Linked DNA regions of Mus musculus: region 1 is linked to region 2. Evidence: chromatin contacts called from public promoter capture Hi-C data. All regions are on one chromosome and are shown on one strand. Each heading gives the region's core, a stretch centred on a gene start, on an enhancer-like site or on the middle of the called end of the contact. The rest is flanking DNA. Distances are from core to core; before and after follow the strand shown. Region 1 holds the start of Far1 (fatty acyl CoA reductase 1). Region 2 overlaps Arntl (aryl hydrocarbon receptor nuclear translocator-like).

Region 1 (3,668 bases), core at 604-3,103, 220 kb after region 2:
GTTTCAATAGTACGTTGCCTATGTTCTGGTAAATACCCCCCACTCCCCATCTTCAAACACATTCATGCAAGCAACTGTAATTAAACTCGGGGATTAAAAAAAGACATCGAAGTAGCAGGAGGCTTTAGAGTGAGATGATTAATGGAGGTGTATCTGTTAGAATGCATCCAACATACATATGAGATTGTCAAATAAAAAAAGCACAGAGTTTGCAAAAAGGGCAATCCCTTATACCCGTAGTAGTTTGTAGTTCTTAAGTATTATTTCTATTATTTTAAATTACGTGTATGCGTGTGTCTGTATGTGGGTGGTATGTGGATGTGAGTGCAGGTGCCCATGGAGCCCAGAAGGGAGGCATTACTAGCAGGTGATTGTGAACTGCCAACTGTAGATTACTGGGGACTGAACTCGCATTTTCTGAAAGAGCAGTACCTGCTTTTAGCCACTGAGTCTTCTCTCTAGCCTCGGTTTTTAGTTTTTGAATGACAGCTAAAGCCTGGTGTTGATTATAACCAGGATGCAATAGTTTTTTCCAAAATGATTGCACCGTGCATGAAGCACACAGCCCCACGAATCTTCTTCATACACCCGGGTAATCACCACCACATCAAGAAAAAACAGGTTCCCAGCTCATACATTGTAATGAGCATAGTTTTTTAGAAAAATGTTTTTTAGGCATGTAAAAATAGTGTAGTCAGGATCCCCACTACACTCAAGGCTGCACCTGATAACCATAACTCCGTACACCACTCACTCAAAGATAACAAGAGATAGTCCTAGAACTAACTCCACGATGCCCAGTGAACAGTATATAAGCAGAGACTAAGAGCAATGCTCTGCTCTGCACATCTGGAGAGATGCCACTTTGATCTGCCCTGTGGCTGGAGAATCTTTTCTAGGATCCTGCCCCTGGAATCAGAAATTTCTGTTTGAGACTGGACCTGACCTTCAGCCAAGATACATCGCATAGGTAAGCAGCCTCGGGAGATAGGCTTAGGACCGTAGTTAGGAATTCAGAGTGTTTATATTGTGTGAAGACCCAAAGCATAACTAAATAAAACTTGTTATACTAACTACGCGTATCTACCTTCTAGCTCGCGACACTCAGCAAGTTCCCGTGCACCCTAGCTCTCAGCACACGCCCCACCTTCCAACGCTGAAACTTCTCTCACTGTCCCTACATCTTGCACGGGATTGTCTTGAAGGAGGAAGGACTAGGTGGACAGTCTCTCGGGGAGGATGGACGCGGGCTCCAGTCCTCCCGATGGGCCCTTCAGAAGGTCCATACAGTGCTGGCTCCACATTCCGAAGGAACCAAGCTGGCAGTTATCAGGGAGGATCCTCACACTCAGTTAAGACCGAGGGTAGCCGGCCCCATCTGGGGAGCGCCAGGGTGCACGTTGGCAGTACTCAAGCACGCCGCGATGGCTGCGGGGCGGGCTCTCACGTCTGCCACTTGTCCCGCACCTTTTGCGTGGGCTGGGCTCCCGCGCCAGGGTAGTCGGGCGTGGCCCAGGGCGCGACCCTCCGGGAAGCGGGCGGCCGGGGGCGGCGCTGCTGAGCGGGGATGTGCGGCGCGCGCCCATTGGCTGCGCTTTCCCCGACCACACCGCCCAGCCGCCCACTTCCCGGCCTCTCTCCGCTCCCCCATTGGCCGTCCTGCCTGGGGGGTTTGGGGTGGGCGGCTGAAGAAGAGTGGAGGGTGAGCGGTTCTCCCGGGAAGAGTGTGAGCAAGAGCCAATCAGGAGCAGACGTGGAAAAGAGGCGCCACGCCAACCAGTCAGACCCCGAGGCGCGGTCGGGACCCGTGACGCCATAGCGCTCTCAGCCAATGGGCGCACCGCTGTCGGTCCGCTCTTCAGCAGCCGGTCGGGGGCGGTGAAAAGCGAGTGAGGAGAGCGCGACCACGGCGTAGCCATCGCTGAAGGGAGAGCGAGGCCCGAGCTTCCGCGTCGAGGTGAGCGGCACGGGCTCTGTCGCAGGCTCGGCCGCGGCCCCTCCGCACTTGGCCGCCGTTTTGCGGGAGTCCTAGGCCGGGCTGCGTTGAGGTGGGGCCTGCGAACCGCCCCGCCCCCGCCCCGCCACGGCCGCCTGGAGGCGGGGGCGCCTCCTCTGCTGGGACTGTCCCTGCGCGGCGTGGCCGGGCCGCCGCCCTCCCGACTGCCAGGGCCGCGGCGAGGGAGCTTAGAGGCCCCTGGCCTGCAACCCGGGGAGGCAGGGGTTCCGTCTGCGGGGGGAGGCCGCGCAGAGGCGGCCACGGTGGGGGCCCGAGTTAACGGAGGAGGGTGGCGGCCTGGGATTGAGAGGAAGAAAGTGATGGGAAAGGGGTGATGCTCTGGAGAGGGCGTCCAGTGAGGAGGCCCCTGCTCCAGAGTGGGATCGGCCTCTGGGAAGTAGGTATCAATGGCGTTGCGGAGAAATCAGCTGAGAGATGGAGAACTGGTTTGGGGTTTGAAGGTTAAGGTCTCTGGACCAATGGGGACAGGGCATGTGGAGTGTGAGAAGGTACACACAGAAACCGGAAGGTGTCCGAGGAGTGGATTTTAGATGAGGGGTGGATGGAGGCTGTCTGACTAGAAGGCGTTATTTGGTTTCTTGGAAAGTACACAAGGAACAGTCAAGGTGGATTTCTGTGTGCTTGCTCAAGGGTGGGGATCTTTTGTGAACAGTGGAGTGAGTTGGGAGTACAGAGTTGAGAGAGAGTATCTCAGGATGACAGCTCGGAACACTCAACGTAGCTACCTACTGAGGCTGATCATTAGCTCACCTTTATGCTGTCCCCTGGATGATCCATCTGATTGTTTAGCCACAGCTCACACAAACTTAGCTCTTAGAAGTAATGGGTATTAAGTATTCTTTGATTTTTTTTTTTTTTTTTTTTGGACTGGGAAATTGCTTAATTCTTAAAGAAAAGTGCTAAGGGCAACATTTAAAGAGTCTGGTTGGGGATGGATAATGGATGGGTAATATGACATGAGGATGGTGCAAGGTGTCTTACAAAAACAGAAGTGATACTGTGTGAATGTAGTTGTGCAGTTCTGAATGAGCAATCTTTTTAATGTAGTGGAATTTGTTTTATGCTTGTTGGGCAGTTGCTTTCACTTTTGAGACTAGTTTTGTAGTTAAATAAACAAAAAATATTTTCACTTAAGAAAGACATTAGTATATGTGTGTTGCTGTCAACTGCTTTCCTCTTTGAAGCTTTTATTTGTAGGGTACAGGTAGAATTAAATCCACATTTTCAGTGGATTTAAATGGGAGAGATAATTTCTGCTTAAAGATAGGACAAAAGGCCGGTGAAAAGTTACAGTTTGAGGGCAGAATTCAAGAGAGCAGTTGTATAAATGTTTTCTTATTCACCAGCTCAGCATAGAATTTTAGCTAATGGATCATTCTTTAGGACAGAGAAGGTATTTGTGGGTAACACATTACTGTAATTACATTTTGCTTTTAGTATAATCTAGTTCCCAAAGGGCTGAGTTACCTGTAAGCAGAGAGACAGTTCAAGAGAAGGGCAAGTTTTTTGGAAAAGGTGAATTTTGGGTCATTTGCACCAGGAGTTGGTGTGTGGGTTATTACTAGACACAAGAATGATTACAGTAGTTTGGATGAAGTATAAGCAGACTGTGGATTTAAAAACCTCACAAGTGTAAATAGTTTCTAAGTCC
Region 2 (3,297 bases), core at 701-3,200:
TCAGTAGGACTCAGACACATGCATCCAAAGCAACAGAACCCCTCTCTCTGTCCCTGTCAACTTCCTGCTCCCATCTCTCCACCAGATGGCTTGTTCCCATCCTGGTCTTTGTTGGCACTTTAGAGTTTGCATGTACTTAAACTGAAGAAAGGGTCGGAAGAATTTCATGAGGCAGTTTTGTTTTGTTTTGCGGAAGTGGGACTTGAACCCAGGGCCTCATGCCTGCCATGCAAGCATCTCATCACCACTGTTGCTTTGTTTGCCTTACAACACAGATAGCTTAGCTTGGATGAAGAGCTAAATGGTTTAGGGCAGTCTTTCCTGAACCTGCATGCATTTAAACCGTGTTTGTGTGTCAGGCAGGGTGGGGGTGGGGGCTGCTTAAGGAACACAAGTGATCCACCCACAAGTGACCAGGCCATCAGCAAAAGTGAAAAAGCCAAAATGACCCAACTTGAGATGTTGAAGCGTGAAGGTCTGAAGTGCTCCCTATAAACGAGGGTGTTCTCATTCAGGATAGGTGGCAGCAGAGATAATGATGGAATCTTAAATGGTCCTTGCAGGCTTAGATTCTATGTTCTCCATGGTGGTGGTTCAAGTTTCATTTCTGTCCCTGTGTTAAAATACCCTGGCAAACAGCAACATAGTGTGAGAAAGGGCTTATATGGCTCACACTTGCAACTCCCCAGTCCATTATTACAGGGAAGTCAAGGCAGGCCCGTAAAGCACCACATCTGTGGTCAAGAGCAATGAGAGAGTGGATCCTTGCAAGTGGTAGTCAGGAACAATGAGAATAAACACATGAGCCCTTGCCTGTTTGTTCACTCTCAGCTTTTCTCCACTCTTACACTATCAAAGGATACGCCCCCGCCCCCCCCCCCCCGCCACACACACACCTAGGGAATGGTGCTGCTCACAGTGGACTGAGTCCTACTGCATCAATTAAATATCAAGATAGTCCACCACAGAAATGCCTACAGGTCAATCTGATCTAGGTAATTCCTCTGTAAGACTCTTTTCCTGGGTGGTTCTAGGCTGTGTCAGGTTGAGAGCTGAAGTTAACCAGCACAGAGGGCCTGGAATTAGAGCAGTGGTGTGTAGTTTGTCTGGCCTGGCATAGAACCAGATTAAACTTAAGCTTTCATTCTGAAACAGAGCTTTCTTGACTTGGCAATTTCCCTCTGATCACTAGATGACCAGGCACACACAGTCACCCGGGAGGGAATCTTGCTGGTCTCACATAGTATTGGCTGTAAGCACCGTCTTCTTCTGACACCAGGGAAGGTGTCAGTGCACGGCCCCACACACTGGAGTCTTAGAAAATAATTCCCTGCTTTGCTTTCAGATCATGTGTCCTGACCTGTGATAAATTGATTATCCATTTCTCCTGATTAGGCAGCAGATGGATTTTTGTTTGTCGTAGGATGTGACCGAGGGAAGATCCTCTTTGTCTCCGAGTCTGTCTTCAAGATCCTCAATTATAGCCAGGTAATGTCAAGCTCCCATTAGTGGTGGGCAGCCTCATGGTAGTCAGAAATAGCATGTAGTTTTTCAAAAGAATTAAAGTATATGGGTCACATGTGAAATCCTTCTTCCAAAAATTCTTAACTTCTTAACACAGAAATGAATTTAAACTTAGGAAGAATTTTAACACATCCCGTATTTTCCCCAACTGGAATGTTTGACTCTGACCCAAGCAACAGCTTAAGTTTTCTTCTCGCTACAAAATGAAGATCCCACATCTGTGGACTAGGATGGGGAGTGAAGCTGTCTGAAAGGGAGAGAAAGGTAGGCAGGTAATTCAATACCCAAGAATAGGAATCTTGGGAACTTACCCCAGAGGCCCACCTCCCTTTTTCTGTTTATGCAGGCCAGGATCTCAGTCCTGGAACTATGCCTGGCACAGTGGTTGGGTCTTCCCACGTCACTTCACAATGGAGATTACCCCCACGCCCCAGCACGCCCAGATGCTCAATGTCCCGGGGGATTCTAGATTCTGTTACCATTAACTGTCATGTACAGTTTTTGTTTTTCTGTTTTGAATAGCTTGTAGGATCAAATAAGAGGAACATATGAAAGCTTCTAGAATAATCATTTCACCTATTATGTCCTCAGAATATGTGTTAATTCATTCACCCAATTACGTCTTGGTAATTGCATGGAAGCCTGGTAGGCAGAAGTTTTTAGTCAAAATGCCATTTCTATAAATGAGAATCCATGTAAATTTAGCTTTTCCAAGATGTTTTGCTTTTTAATTTTTCTTCTGAGGGCACTCATAAAGGGAAGTCTGTTATCTCTGTTAGCAGACACAGGTGGTGAAGGCACACAAAGATAGGACTTGTATAGTTGGACACTTACCCTAGTACCCAGGTGGCTGAGATAGGAAGGTCATGACCCGAGTAACACAGGCAAGGTGGAATTCTATGTCAATAGAATGTCCAGGGAAATTCTATGTCAAAACAAACAGTACCCCTCAGAAACGAACGAAGTATTTCATTCCTGGAAACACCATGATTGGTTAGCCAGTACCAAAGGTCCAAGCGAGTCATGCCATTATAAATTTCACCTCTCCTGTGCTGAACATTACTGGGTATGTTATTATAAACATTCTTTTGTCTACGCTGTCCATTATAATAACTAGAATCACCTTGTCTCCAGCGATTCAATGCTGCCACCTGGCCCTTGTTACCTCGGAATCCAACTAAACCCAGTGAATTTAATTCATCTAATTGAGCAGAAGCATCTCCAATGCTAAGATGTGGCACAAGGAAAAGGGAAAGAACAAAACCCTTCAAATGTGCTGGTGCCCCTCTCACCAATTTGCGTCTTATAGAGCTGGTGAAAGGCATATCTTCTGGACAGAGTTGGAAATAGCCCGTTCTCTGTAGCTTTTTCTTTTAATGTCTGCTGGGCATTTAGGGGTGTTGGACCAATGTTTCTTCCAGGTGTCTACCCAGCAAAAGTCTGGATGTGTGTGCAGCATTCCATAAATGCTTGAGATGGCCAGGGTTCAGAAGGCAGAGTAGAGGCCAGGGCTGTACAGACGGGGGCTACTCCTGCATCTTGTGTATCTCAGCCGTGCTGACTGTCCATTCATCTGTCATCCCCACAGAATGACCTTATTGGCCAGAGCTTGTTTGACTACCTGCATCCAAAAGATATTGCCAAAGTTAAGGAACAGCTATCTTCCTCGGACACTGCGCCCCGGGAGCGACTCATTGATGCCAAGAGTGAGTGCAGGGGAGGCTGTGTGTCTTCTCCTCACCCACCATGCCGCTCGCTCGGACGCTGCCTCAC

The links. Promoter capture Hi-C pulls out the DNA fragments that hold promoters and counts their contacts.
Region 1: a promoter capture Hi-C map of pre-B cells shows a contact between it and region 2, with 2.2 times the contacts expected there. The contact joins the promoter of Far1 here to the enhancer-like site in region 2. A contact is called at or near these places in 2 of 39 promoter capture datasets (the HPC-7 cell line and pre-B cells) and 1 of 9 other capture datasets (liver).

What each region holds. Positions count from the first base shown.
Region 1 is chr7:113,511,981-113,515,648 of GRCm38.p6, forward strand. It overlaps Far1 (fatty acyl CoA reductase 1), which reads left to right and starts at 1,854. Exons shown (of 13, transcript NM_027379.4): 1 at 1,854-1,957.
Region 2 is chr7:113,290,066-113,293,362 of GRCm38.p6, forward strand. Arntl (aryl hydrocarbon receptor nuclear translocator-like) reads left to right here. Exons shown (of 20, transcript NM_007489.4): 10 at 1,396-1,488; 11 at 3,113-3,230. Among named protein-coding and RNA genes, the nearest start is that of Gm33721, 30 kb to the left of the region's middle. Within about 2 kb of position 1,951, at least 8 of the 459 cell types and tissues checked have an H3K27ac peak or open chromatin away from gene starts, as enhancers often do. A contact at or near this core is called in pre-B cells, where this site is marked.